Regions from separate parts of the Macaca mulatta genome. Here region 1 is linked to region 2. A link is a contact called in public Hi-C data. All regions are on one chromosome and are shown on one strand. Each heading gives the region's core, a stretch centred on a gene start, on an enhancer-like site or on the middle of the called end of the contact. The rest is flanking DNA. Distances are from core to core; before and after follow the strand shown.

Evidence for each region. A called contact is a pair of places that touch in the nucleus more often than the background predicts.
Region 1: a contact with region 2 is called in a Hi-C map of CD4 T cells, with 2.3 times the contacts expected there. The contact joins the promoter of TAS2R5 here to the promoter of SSBP1 in region 2. A contact is called at or near these places in 2 of 14 Hi-C or Micro-C datasets (CD4 T cells and liver).

What each region holds. Positions count from the first base shown.
Region 1 is chr3:181,604,617-181,611,783 of T2T-MMU8v2.0, forward strand. TAS2R5 (taste 2 receptor member 5) reads left to right here and starts at 5,545. Exons shown (of 1, transcript NM_001080758.2): 1 at 5,545-6,444. The coding sequence starts at 5,545. The coding sequence ends at 6,444.
Region 2 is chr3:181,562,396-181,570,060 of T2T-MMU8v2.0, forward strand. SSBP1 (single stranded DNA binding protein 1) reads left to right here and starts at 2,000. Exons shown (of 6, transcript NM_001266152.1): 1 at 2,000-2,066; 2 at 5,032-5,092; 3 at 6,453-6,593; 4 at 6,789-6,876. The coding sequence starts at 2,043. It overlaps LOC144339993 (a long non-coding RNA gene), which reads right to left and starts at 1,049. Exons shown (of 3, transcript XR_013415656.1): 1 at 316-1,049.

The DNA of each region.
Region 1 (7,167 bases), core at 4,295-6,794, 46 kb after region 2:
TTTATTTCCATTTTGAAAATGTTTTTATTTCATTGTATTTTATAATATTTTATAGAAAAGTTGCAGAATGAGTACAGAGAGTTCAAACATCATCCTCACCCAGTTTCTGCTAATATTTATAGCTTACCATCACCATGGTACGGTTGCATTTAGTATCTCTAGTCTGTGTCGGTTTCTCAGCTCTTTTTAAAATTACCCTGCCAGTTTTAAAGATGACTATTCAGGCATTTTGTAGAACGTCCCTCCATTTGGGTTTGTCTGATATTTTTCTCAGACTGAGGTAAAGTGCCCTACTCATCACGTTAGGAGTTCTGTGATATCAACATGACTGGTCACTGGTGACGTTAACCTTGATCACTTGGTGAAGGTGGTGTCTGCCAGGAACATTGTAAAGTTACGATTTTTTCCCCCATTTCCACACTTTGTTCGTTGGGAGCAAGTCATTATGTCCAGTACAAACTCAGAGGGAGGGAAATTATGCTGCACCTCCTGGAGGGTTCCCCACAATTTGCCTGCTATAGTTAAAAATTCTCAGCCCTCCAAATTTCGTATTCATAAAAGCACACAAAAATAACTCCCCGGGCCGGGCGGGGTAGCTCACACCTGTAATCCCAGCGCTCTGGGAGGCTGAGGCGGGTGGATCACGAGGTCAGGAGATCGAGACTATCCTGGATAACACGGTGAAACCCCGTTTCTACTAAAAATACAGAAAATTAGCCGGGCGTGGTGGCGGGCGCCTGTAGTCCCAGCTACTCGGGAGGCTGAGGCAGGAGAATGGCGTGAACCCGGGAGGCGGAGCTTGCAGTGAGCCGAGATCGCACCACTGCACTCCAGACAGAGGGAGACTCCGTCGGATAGGACAGGACAGGACAGGGCAGGCTCCCGCTCTCTCATCTGCAGTCTCCTCACTAGCCCGCTTTTACTCTATTCACTTCCCTGCCCTGAGCAACGTTGCCGATACTGGTCGTCTTGTTCCTCAGAATTGTGGTCTTTGCTGCACACAGCACCCTCCACGGTGTAGTTTGTGCTTCCTCCTGTCTCCGAACGCCTAAATTGCAGCACCAAAAAGGCCACAATGACTGGTGAGCAAGACTCCTCTTCTTCATGTTTGTGAGGAAGGAGGCTGGCAAGACTGTGAATTTGTGTACATTTATAAATTGTGTTCTTGTTACACATGCTTATTAAAAACGTGCTTGATCTGTTCCGTTTCTGACTATCTGAACTAATTCAGCTCATTAAGGTTTACGGCCACATCTTCTACAGCGGCGTTGCCTTGACGCCATCTAGTGGCAAAATAGGAACAAGTCTGAGAAGCATTTTAAGAAGTCTTGAGTACAGGAATACAGAAGATTTGCAAGAGAGATGTAGAATAGGGGATGGAAGATGGAACTGTACTGAGTGGTAGCAGGACAGGGTGATTTTTTGGGTGAAAGTGCCAGGTTTTGGAAACCAATGCTTGTTCTTTGTTTAATATTCTTATTATAGACTGCTCTGTTGACGCTGAGTGTAAAGCCATAACTTGCCCGTAGGAGGGTGTCTTTGGATGCTTGCATCCCACTTGATCTTTCATCAGCTTTCTTTTCTTGGTTCAGGTACTGGTAAAGTAGCTGAGGGCTCAGAGCCGTGGGGAATAGGAGCATGAATAGAAGGGACTTTGGTACAAAGACTCATGGTAGTATAATGCCAGACACATTTTGGTTGTGTCAAAAGTAAAAACCATACTGTTGCTCTGGTAAAGTGGATGGCATGGAGGCTGTTACTCTCCACATACACCCCTTCATTGCACCTCTTGGTGTGGATGCCGATAGGCTGAACAGTTCTGCGTGGAGATGAAGTAGCAGCCGTGGTTCACAGATTTCTCTCCTGCCTCACCTCTCCTAGAATTTGTTACTCAGCAGTTGACATTTATCCTGTCTTCTCCTTGTTTTTGCTTGTTTGCTCACCCTATCCTTCCATTTGTTTTCATTGTTATTGCAATAAGCCTTTGCATAGGTGTAAATATAGCTCTCATGTTTATATATTCAAATTACAAACATATTAAAACCATTAATTACTTGCCTCGTCCACCAGAACGTAAGCTCCATGAGAGCAGCAACTTTGTTTCTTTCCACTGTATCCCAAGAGCTTGGAACAGAGGACTGGCACATAGTAGTCATTAATAAATATTGGTTAAATAATTGAAAAATGTCATGCTTTCCCCTTTTTTTTTTTTTTTTTTTTTTTGAGACGGAGTCTCGCTCTGTCGCCCAGGCTGGAGTGCAATGGTGCAATCTCGGCTCACTGCAATCTCCACCTCCTGGGTTCAGGCAATTCTCCTGCCTCAGCCTCCTGAGTAGCTGGGACTACAGGCCTGTGCCACCACGCCCAGCTAAGTTTTGTATTTTTAGTAGAGACGGGGTTTTACCATGTTGGCCAGGATGGTCTCAAATTCCTAACCCCAAGTGATCCACTTGCCTTGGCCTCCCAAAGTGCTGGGATTACAGGTGTGAGCCACTGCACCCGGCCCATGCTTTCCCTTTATGTAACATGAGTTGCCTTGCATTTGCCACTGTTTAAATTCTCAGAATGTCTTACTTAGGTTTTGTGGAGTTAGGTCGGGTGGAAGTAGGATTTCAGGAGACTGTGCTCTAGGCTGTCTGGAGTTTAGTTCTTTCCTTCGGAAGGCCATTCTGTAATTGTGTCTCTGTACCTAATCTCAGATCTCAGGCCAGTGTCAGGTAGATGTAAGTGAAGGAGGGATTGTTACCTTCAAGAACGTTTCTTCTGTTCACAGTTGTAACATCTTTACCAGAGAAGGGATTTCAGACAGTAACAAAATCTGAGTTGTGAGAAGTGAAATGCTCTGCCATGATACTAATACCATCCTCAGGGATTCTGACACAGCCAAGAGCAGTACATGTTAATCAGCACTAAAGCAGGGCATCTCCTGATTCAGCACTGAGACCCTCCCCTCCCCAGCCACGTTGGCTGCTGCCCTAGGATTGCTGATGCCCATTGCAGTGGCTGAATTTCTCATTGGCCTGGTTGGAAATGGAGTCCCTATGTCTGGAGTTTTAGAGAATGGGTCAAAAAAAAAAAAAAATGTAAGAAGTTCCTATAAATCCTCATGATTCTGGTAAGTAGCCACTTTCTCCTACTCAGGCTGATCATGTTGCACGTAAGTCTGTTTCCACTTTCCCAGAGCAGTGGTTGGCTTTATTATCTTCATGTCTTCTGAGTCCTGGTAAGCCAGGCCAACATGCAGTTTGCCACTTTCTTCAGTGGCTTCTGCTGCATGGAGATCATGACCTTTGCCCCGCTGACTTCTTGTAGCTGAAAAGGCTGGGTTTTTGGTTTTTGCTAGTGTCTTTCAAGATCACTTTTTATTTCTCAGCTTCTGTTGGCTGGATGCTTTAAAAACCATTAACAGGAAACAGCAACATCCTGCAACCCATTTTAAATCTGTTATTTTTATAGATTGCAGTCCAGTGCAGGAAACTGGTTGCTATTTGTGATGTTTCTGCTCCACTTGTCTTTTTGTATAGACATCACAGGAAGATGGAGGACCACACAGCTGTCAGGAGGAGGCTCGAGCCAAGGTGCTCATTGCTCTGAACTTCCCCTTTTACATGGTTTCTGCCTTGGCCAGCCACTTTCCCATAACCTTCTAATCTCCTTCTGATCTCACCATTCTTGCCATCTCTGCAAAGCTCATGGCTGTCTATACTTCACTTTCCTCTGTTGTAATGGTTATGAGGAATCAGACTTGTCAGAGAATTCTGTAGGAGATGAGATGTGTTTGGAAACCCTAGAGGCCATGGCTTGGGAGAAGGATCTAATCAGGTCCTTAACTGTATCATTGACAACAGTAGAAATAACTAGATTTTAGAAAAATAAAATTTTTATTCTCAATTCTTCTTATTTCTTCTTTGATTTTGAAGCAAAATGAAAGGGTAACATGAAAAACAGGCTAGAAACTGGACCTTATTGCTCTATAAGCAATGCAAATCACATCATTTTAATAAACTACTGAAGTCAAAACTGAGTTTTCATATTTTGCATGGAAAGTATCACATTTTAAAAAATTACTGCAGATAATCTAATTTTCCTTGCCAATACGCTATGTTTTTGATAAAAGGAAGTAGAAAATAGCTATAGTTTGAAACTAATGTATTTTAAAAAGAGGTGAACCTGTATGTTAATTGCTGGATATTTTTTAGGCAAGCACTTTTCTTAGTGGAATTAGCTAAATTATTATCTCAATTTTCCATGTGGTTTAGCCTCTCAACACTTGTAGTAAACTAGTCTGTCAAAAACCTTTCTTTATATTTCTGGATACTTTGATTTTTTGACACCAGACTAGCTTTCTGGAAACATGCCAGTTGGCTACCAGGATCTGTGGCAAATTCTACTGCCAGGCTAGATTGGGGCAGGTGGGCAGAGAGAGGCACTATGTCTCTATCAGAAAGTCGCCAAAGAAACCCAGCTTTTGGACAGGTTCAAGCCTCATCTAGATTTTTAGGCCAGTAGAAGATCGTGACCTTCTCTGCCCCTCCATAGCCTACAGCCAGAGTTTTAGAGTGCTAGGTCTTGCAGCTGGGTGGAGATGATGTACAATGAATGCCACCTGGAGGCAGGGACTGTGTATTACAATGGCACTATCCCCAGTGCCTAGTACACTAGTTTGACACAAAATAAGCACTCTGTAAATTTAATCCGAAGGAATGGAAATCTAGTCCTACAATCCATTCAGTTATTATTAGAGCAACTGAGGCCCAGAGAGGGGCAGTGGCCTGCCTGCCTACAGCTTCATAGAGAATTCTCAGCATGCTTACTTTTTTTTCTTTTTTTTCTTTTTTGAGGTAGAGTCTTGCTCTGTCGCCCAGGCTGGAGTGCAGTGGTGCAATCTCGGCTCACTGCAGTTTCCATCTCCTGGGTTCAAGTGATTCTCCTGCCTCAGCCTCCCGAGTAGCTGAGACTACAGGCAGCCACCACCATGCCTGGATAATTTTTATATTTTTAGTAGAGATGGGGTTTCACCATGTTGGCCAAGCTGGTCTCAAACTCCTGGCCTCAGGTGATCCACCCGCCTTGGCCTCCCAAAGTGTTGGGAGTACAGGTGTGAGCCACCATGCCCGGCCCAATGTTGTTTTTATGAAAATAAAATTTCTTTTTTTATATATAGCATATGAGCTCATAACTGGCACTATATAGCACCTGAGCATGTTTTGATTTGATCTTTCTTGTTGAGGGGCCTTGCTACATTATATCCTGGTGTCTAGACTTTGGCCCATGACCTTTGAGATGGAGAGCCAGTGTCTCTGGTACTGTTGGCAATCTCTGGGTCTACACCCAGAGTTCATTCATGTAGATGCAAATACAGAGCGTGTCATAACTTTCAACCTCTCTGTTCCTCGTCACAGCTGTTCAGTCTTGCTTGAAGACAGATTACAGAGGGATAAGGCCAAATCCAGATTCTGTGGTGTGCAAATTTACCCTGGTGTGTTATTGCTGCTGGGGGATCTGAGCTCAGCCAGGAGCAGTGAGAGCCTCCCCTCCCCCGTCATGCTGAGCGCTGGCCTAGGACTGCTGATGCTGGTGGCCGTGATTGAATTTCTCATCGGTTTAATTGGAAATGGAATCCTTGTGGTCTGGAGTTTAAGAGAATGGATCAGAAAATTCAGCTGGTCCTCATATAACCTCATTATCCTGGGCCTGGCTGGCTGCCGGTTTCTCCTGCAGTGGCTGATCATTTTGGACTTAACCTTGTTTCCCCTTTTCCAGAGCAGCCGTTGGCTTCGCTATCTTAATGTCTTCTGGGTCCTGGTAAGCCAGGCCAGCTTGTGGTTTGCCACCTTCCTCAGTGTCTTCTATTGCAAGAAGATCACCACCTTTGATCGCCCTGCCTACTTGTGGCTGAAGCAGAGGGCCTATAACCTGAGTCTGTGGTGCCTTCTGGGCTACTTTATAATCAGTTTGTTACTTACAGTCCAAGTTGGCTTAACGGTCCATCATCCTCCCCAAGGAAACAGCAGCATTCGTTATCCCTTTGAACACTGGCAGTACCTGTATGTATTTCAGCTCAATTCTGGAAGTTATTTGCCTTTAATGGTGTTTCTTGTTTCCTCTGGGATGCTGATTATCTCTTTGTATACACACCACAAGAAGATGAAGGTCCATTTAGCTGGTAGGGGGGATGCCCGGGCCAAGGCTCACATCACTGCCCTGAAGTCCTTGGGCTGCTTCCTCTTACTTCACCTGGTTTATATCGTGGCCAGCCCCTTCTCCATCACCTCCAAGACTTATCCTCCTGATCTCACCAGTGTCTTCATCTGGGAGACACTCATGGCGGCCTATCCTTCTCTTCATTCTCTCATGTTGATCATGGGGATTCCTAGGGTGAAGCAGACTTGTCAGAAGATCCTGTGGAAGACAGTGTGTGCTTGGAGATGCTGGGGCCCATGATCTAGGAAGAAAAGTGTGGTCAGGGCACTCTTGGGACGCTCTTTTGATAGCTGTCTGTAAGGGAGCTGCCTTCCATGTCTTTTAAGATTTTCCTTCTTTTACACCAATTTAATGAATGAGCAACAGAAAATACAGATCAAAACTCAATACTATTTCTCTTTTGGCAATGCAAAGTACATTTTGTTAATGTACCACAGAAATCAAGGGTAGGGCTTCATGTTTGGTAAAAGAGGTATTATATTCTCTCTACGTATAGCAAATAATTCATATATAAATGGTGTTTTTCCTATTATAGAAAACAGAGATTAGGAACAATTCTGTCTACATGTAGCAAATAATTCATATATAAATTTTGTTTTTCCTAGTATAGAAAACAGAGATTAGGAACAATTATAGTGATCATTAATTTTTATGAAATTTCACCTGTACATTAATGTTAGTCATTTTAGATATGCTTTTTAAAAAGTATCAAATAATGTCCCCATTTCTCTGCCGTAATGAGTCTAATTATCTAACTGAAAAACAAAACAAAACATCTTTATATTTCTGGAAGTTTCTTTGAGCCCTAACCTTGGCTTTCAGAATAAAAGTCTGTTGGATGCCATGATCTGTATTAAGCTCCAAGGCCCAGGACCTGGAGTGGGGCAACATGAGGGTGAGGAGCACTTGCTTCTGCTTAAAAAAAAATAGACTGCTTTTGAAGAGGTCATGCTGTCTGCTCTT
Region 2 (7,665 bases), core at 750-3,249:
ATTACAAAAGAGTTAAAACGTAAAAAATATTGAAAGATTTATAAAGTTATAGTAAGTGAAAGTTTATTGAAGGAAGAAAAATATTTTTTATAAACAGAGTGTAGCCTAAGTGTATAGTGTTTATGAAGTGTTTAGTGGGGTACAATAATGTCCTAGACCTTCGCGTTGGGTTACCACTCACTCACCCACTCACCCACAGCAACTTCTAATTCTCCAAGCTCCATTCATGGTAAGCGCCCCATACAATTTTTATCTTTTATACTGTATTTGTACTGTACCTTTTCCATGTTTACATATGTTTAGACACACACTTACCATGAATTACAATGGTCTGCGGTATTCAGCACAGTCCCATGCTGTCAGGTTTGCAGCCTGGAAGCAACAGGGCACACCAGTGACACAGCTGAGGTGTGTCGCAGGCTCTACCATTTAGGTCGTGAAAGTACATTCTATGGTGTCCGCACAGCAACGAAATCGCCTAATGACGCATTCCTCAGAACATTCCCTGTTGTTAAGCTACACACGACTCTTATTTTGTTCCTCCCGGATTTCTTGCATTAATTTTTACCTTTTAAAATATTACATTAAGATATTATTTGATTGCCAGTTTTTCTGGTGCTCCCTTAAATTTGACGGCCTGTCAGCCCTTCCCCGGCTCCCCTTTCTTTTTCTGCTTTTCTTAGTGCTTTAACAGGCCTGGAACGTTTTCTTTTTCTTTTTTTTCTTTAATTTTCTTCTTCTTCTTTTTTTTTTTTTTTTGAGACAAAGTCTCGCTCTGTTGCCCAGGCTGCAGTGCGGCGGTGCGTTCACCGCTCAATGCAGCCACGACCTCCAGGGCTCTGGTGATCCCCCGACCCCAGCCTCCCGAGTAGCTTGGACCCCAGGCGCGCGCCACCACGCCCAGCTAATTTTATACTTTTTGTAGAGACAGGGTCTCACTATGTCGCCTAGGCTGGTCACAAATCGTTTTCCTTTCTCCCCCCACAGGCAGAGCTAGTCTCTGTTTTGCCTACCTCGCCCCCTCCCGGGCACAGTTAGAAACCTCATCACAGAATTTCATTTAATTTGAACCTTGAAACCTTCCAAACTCACCACTTGGCGGCGTTGATCATCCTCCCGCGACCAAAGAGAAACTCGCGGAACTTCAGAGTTAAGGGGCGGCGTTTCCCACGGCGCTCGCCGGCAGTATTTCCAAGGCGCACGTTGTGGAGTTTCTGCTTCCTTTTTCCTCTCGCGAGCTTTGCGTTCCCTGTGCCCCGGAAGTGATCCCCTGGTTGGCTCGGCTGCTCGGGTTAGAGCGTCGGGTGAGGGAGGGATAGCAAGCGCTAAGCAAGTGGTGGAGTCCTGTGTTTTGGCTGCGCGTGATCCTGCGTGGGTCGGAAGGTGTTTCTGTAGGTGTCTGGCCCTTTCCTCAGTCGTGCCGAGGACTGCGTGATTTCTTCCCAGTTCTCCTCGGTTTTCAGGTGGTGGCGCCACCTCCGGTAAAGGGTGCCCACCTCTCCCCACGGTGTGGCTGGCTAGCCCGGGGATCTCTACGCTGCTTGGTCTTTGCTAACGGAGATGAAGGCAGTAATTTTTCAGCAACAGGTTTCAGATATAAGTCCCTTGGTGACGCTAATAGTTTTTGAGCCTTTACTATGCCTAAACTTTTTTAGAAGTTTAGAAAATGGCAGTGAATAAAGCAGATAAAAATCTGTGCCCTAGGGGAGCTTGCATTGTAATCAGATTTGAGAAGAAGTGGATTGGAAGTGGGATTAACTCACAATCAAAATTTTGTCTGGGTTGGAGGAAGAGGAAGTTGTTTGGGACCTAAATGACACAGGTGTGAGTTTATTTGGGAGGGAGGAAGGAATCCTCATCAGGTGTGCAGGAATGTTGGTACGTTGTGGTCACAAAATTGGAGTGCATAAGAATTATGAATGCAGTTAGGAATTTAGGACTGGTGAGTTGTGCTTTTGCCATAAGAAGTAATGTTTCTCATTTTGTTTTTTTCCTTTAGGAAGAGCCTAAAGATTAGACTGTAAGGAAAGAAAATAGAAGCCATGTTTCGAAGACCTGTGTTACAGGTAGTCACTTGTCTGTATTAATATTGAGATGTATTACTATCAGCGGTGATCAGAAGACTTCTTCAGGCTTTTAACTACAGGGCTAAAGACCTTTGAGCTCACCCACCCACCTCTGTACTCAACTGATACGGAGGATTGGTAGTGTAAATTTTGCCAGTGTAAATTATGTTCACTAAAACAAAAAAAAAGTTCAGGTTTATTCACATATGTAATAGGAATCATTAATTTTTAAAACGTGTGTGTGTTGCTTGAATTTAAGCAGTGAGAGAACATTATAGGTCTTTAGTGACCTAAAGACTGTAGGAATCATTGTTCCAACTTTTTTCTTAAGGCGTGTAGTTGCTTTTTTGACCGTCTACCTCCTGTGTTGCTAAACGTTCCTCTTCCCCCATCTTTCCACCCTGAAGAGAGCAGCTCAAGTCTGAATGGTCACCACAGATTTCACTATGTAGAAAATGCCTTCTCATTCCACTTAATATGGCTCCTCACTTTTCCAGTCACTCTAGCCCACCTTGAGCCAGTTTAGACTACCGTTTTTCCTCACTTACCACATTTGGGCACCAACTCCTGTAGATTCTTCTTTGGCTCTCCTACTCCCCATCCTCCTGTGAAGATCAATAAAGAATCAGTTCCTCCATGACTCTGTCATTTTTCCCACCTTAATCCTATATTCTTGGATCCCCCCTTTAACCTGTATGTATCTTTAATCTATTTTTTCTGTATTGAAATGTGAAACATAAAAAAGTTATTACTTAACACTAATGTTACAGTATTAAAATGTCTTTAAATAAGAGTTAAAAGTTTAATTTTAAAAAGTATCCAAGTTAAATAATCCTTTCCTAATCTTTTCCAGTAGGCTTTGATTTTTGTGTGCCCCAAATGAGACATTGTTATCATGTAAGATTTATGAGCTCTTGCTTGTCTGAGCACTGAAATGAGTACATTTCCAGAATCATGACACAGGTTCTCATTAGCAGTTTGATTCTATAGTATGTTGTACTCATATCTTTATTCTCTTACCCACACTGTGCCCCTAAGTTTAGTGATAGGATTAGATAGCCAACAGCACCCTGGGAATTGGTGTTTATTTGATTGGTGGGCTTCTGCTTTTTATATTAACAGTACTGCCACTTCGAAAATGTTTCTCTGATAGAATGGCTAGCTCTCTCAACTCTGTATTCAGTGATGTGTACTCCCATCTTTACAGTAGCTCTTGAAATTCAGGAGGCAGCAAGGGGCTTTGGGAAAGTAGTAGCATTGGTGTCAAAGGGCCTGGGCCTTGAGATCACTCGCCACATACTTCCTGCGGGATCTTGGGCAGGTTATGCAGTCTCTCCGAGGTTGTTTTCTCAGCTCTAAGTGGGGATAATTTTACATAACTTGTAGATTTAGTTTTATAATTGATTATAGATAAATCTCTTAGCTGATAGTAACCATTGCTGCTATTATGTGGTAGTGACTACCTTTTCCGACAATGATGTGATTTTGACTTGGACAGTCGAATCTTTGTGTTTAATCAAAGAACCAAATTTATTAGACCTTTTCTGATGCACTGAAAGCATGAAATTTCCCATGAAATATTTATAGAAATTGTATTAGGCTAAGCTCACTACTGAAGCTGTTTAATTTTTGCGATAACCTTGTGAAGTAGATATTACCTATCATAATTTTTGCTGATTTTAAAATGAAACACTTTAGGTTAATCATATTTGAGGCATCCTAATTCCTTTTAAGGTCTGAAGGAGCAACCGGGGGAAGGCAGTTACATAGACACAGGGAATCTGACTTTGGAATATGTTCCTGTTGCTGTGTCAGAAAGTCCCTCATGTGGTTAGTTCAAGAATGTATTGTTTTATTGGGATTTAACCTATTTCTCATTCTCTAAACCAGCAGACCCCAACCTTTTTGGCACCAGTAACTGGTTTCACGGAAGACAATTTTTCCCTGGAGGAGGCGGGTGCCGCGGGGATGGTTTGAGGATGAAACTTTTCTACCTCAGATCATCAGGCATTAGTTAGATTCTCATGAGCAGTGCACAGCCTCGATCCCTCGCATGAGCAGTTTATAATGGGGTTCGCACTCCTATGAGAATCTAACGCCCCTGCTCATCTGACAGGAGGCGGATCTCAGTAATGCTTGCTCACTGCTTGCCGCTCACCTCCTGCTGTGCAGCCGGGTTCCTAACAGGCTACAGACCTCTACTAGTCCTTGACCCGGGAGGCTGGGGATCCTCCTCTAAACTAGCTCATTGTTATGACTGAGAGTGAGGCTTTGCATTTATTCCACACCTCCTGACACTTGTTTGATCATTGCGTATGTTATTAATGAATCTACTTATTAAATTATTAATTATAAAACATCTCTTTTTACTCTCCTTTGGCCTAATGATGGATTAAATCAGTACCCATGTTGGATCTAAATTTCTTAATTTCTAAAGTCTACTGTAACCAAAATATAGTAATAATATAGCAGTTGTTTATACTAAAAAAAAAAAAATTAGAGGATGTATATATTGGATATATATAGTACTTTTTGTCTCTCCAGCTAATGAAAGCTGGATTTTGAAAATACTTGGCAGCAACTCTTAGGTACAGGTTGGATTTACAGATATTATCATACTCTGTAATGTTAAAGTCATATTATTTTGACTTTTCCTTTTGTGTGCAAACACAGAAGTGCCATAATCAGGGGGACTGTGGCAAAATAAACGGGAGTACTATAAAGTAACTCTTGAGCATGCCTTCTAGTACCTTCCCTGTACCTTTGGGCTTCTGCAGTAGGCTGCACTTGAAGTGTTTGCCGGGTCCTTCTGACACTCTTTTGGGAGAACATGAGAAGAGCTTCTCTTCTCTTCTGGAATTTACAGGAATTACTGACTACATGGTGAATGAATGTGAGTAATTCTTCCGTTGCTTTTGCCTTTCCTAAAAAATTAAAGCCATGTTACTCATTTGTTCTTCTTTAGGTACTTCGTCAGTTTGTAAGACATGAGTCCGAAACAAGTACCAGTTTGGTTCTTGAAAGATGTAAGTAGCTAATTTCCAAGTTTAAAATGTTATTTTTAGTAATTTGCCAATCTCAAATGTGCTGTAGAAGAGGTATGCTGGTTGGGTTTACCATGTTATCATTGTGCTTTTAGTTTATGTTTGCTCTTCAGATCTTAGCCTTGACCCATCAGGCTGTGGAGACATAGTATAAACTGAGCCCCTATTCTCCTTATCAGCCAGTTACTACTCATTCTCGTCGACCCTGTCCTGCATCAGAATTTCTGGCCGGGCACACGGCTTACGCCTGTAATCCCAGCACTTTGGGAGGCCGAGGCGGGCAGATCACGAGGTCAGGAGATCAAGACCATCCTGACTAACATAGTGAAACCCCGTCTCTACTAAAAATACAAAAAACAATTAGCCGGGCGTAGTGGGGGGCACCTGTAGTCCCAGCTACTCAGGAGGCTGAGGCAGGAGAATGGCATGAACCCCGGGGGGGGGCGGAGCTTGCAGTGAGCTGAAATCACGCCACTGCACTCCAGCCTGGGCGACAGTGAGACTCCGTCTCAAAAAAAAAAAAAAAAAAAGAACTTCCTTGAGTCATATTTGGTTATCTGAGTCTTCCCAGATTTTATTAGGCTGATATTATAAAAGATACTGTTTCTTCACAGAAATATTCCCTTGTATTTATAAAGATTTTCAGATCTCAGATTTGTTCTTTTAGCTCCACAGTCAGTTAAAAAAGATATCTTAAAGAAGAATTTAAGATCTAGAGCTTACAGTTTGTTTCGTATGGCTGCTTTTTCTATGAGTATTTTCTTCTTTCTTGACAACACTCTTTGCTTTTTCTTCTTTCTTGACAACACTCTTTGCTCTCGCAACCTCTTCTTATTCATTCCTTATTTTCTGATCTTCCAGAACTTGGGTTTTACTTAATACAGAGATTGAAGTTGCAGTGGTATTTATAGCATTTCTTCTGGACATTTCTCTCAATCTTGGGTGTGGATTTCTTTAGTGGTCAGCTTAGAGGCTGCTATAAAAAAATACCATAGACCGGGTGGCTTCACCAACATTTATTTCTCACAGTTCTGGAGGCTAAAAATCCAGGATTCGTGTGCCAGTATGATTGAGCTCTTGGTGAGGGCTGTCTTCCTGGCTTGCAGATGGTTGCCTTCTCACTGTGTCTTCACATGGTGGAGACAGAAAGTTCTGAACTCTTCCTATAGGGGCACTTCACCCTCATGACATCATCTAAGCCTAATTACCTTTTAAGGATCCCCACCTCCAAATACCATTACATTGAGGGTAGAGCTTCAACATACAAATTTGGGGGAAGGGGCACAAATATTCAGTCTATAGCAGGTTCTGTGTCTCATTTGGTCTTGGTGTTGTGTTTCAGCCCTGAATCGTGTGCAGTTACTTGGGCGAGTGGGTCAGGACCCTGTCTTGAGACAGGTGGAAGGAAAAAATCCAGTCACAATATTTTCTCTAGCAACTAATGAGATGTGGCGATCAGGGGACAGTGAAGTTTACCAAATGGGTGAGTAGAAAAGATGGGGGTTTAATTTTATCAGCAATAAATAGATACTATTTACTGCCAGTTGTCTAATTTAGAGATAAGCCACTTTAAACAAGATCTGTCTTTCTGTTTGTTCTCTTAGCAATTGTGACGTTGGTTTTCCTGGGCATGTTGTCCGTTGGCATTTGTAACCAGTTTCCTATTCTTGTGATTTAGGTGATGTCAGTCAAAAGACAACATGGCACAGAATATCAGTATTTCGGCCAGGCCTCAGAGACGTGGCATATCAGTATGTGAAAAAGGGGTAAGTTGAAGAAGGAAGGATCTTATGGATTGAATGGTTTAAAGAACTGATAAGAAGTGTTCTCATGGCAAGGAGTGTGTAGCCTGTTAAATCCCTGAGTACTACTAATGACTGTATTAATTTAAGAGGTATTTACTAAGTCCTCGATACTATATATGCATGGCGTGTTGCCATGTGTGACTAATTAAAAGGTATATAAAACATAGTTTCAGCTTTCTAAGAGTTTACAGTTTAGGGCAAACAGGGTGTGTACATAAATAGAAATAGATGAGGCAGGAGAGAAGGCAAAGTGGCATTTGAGCAAGTGGAACGTCTGCTTTCAGGAATTGCTGTGCCTCTGTGGCCGGGGATGCTGAGTGTGGCTCCTTGCCTGTTGGTTGCCATGTGCTGTTCCAGCAGACAACCTGTCATGTCTGAAGCCTGACACGCCGACTTCATCTTCATGGCTGTTATTTTATATTTGATGATTTTCTATAGGCTTAATAGTTCCCTTTGGGAAGGCTTGGATTGAGTATGTGTAAAAAGTGTGTTTTCCAGACTCAGAAGGACAAAATGGTGTGTGTAACAGCAGTTGTATTGATAGTTAATATGTTTAGAAATGTACTTGTTTTATAGAAATAATCAAATTTCATGAAAAAGAATTTAGCAATCACTAAAATTTTTCTTTTCAATAACTGTATAGCTTTTTTCCTATGTATCTTCATTGCCCTTTATGTATGTGTTTATGAATATGTGCACATACACACACACATATAAGGTATTTCAAGGGAACTGTCTGCACTCCCACTT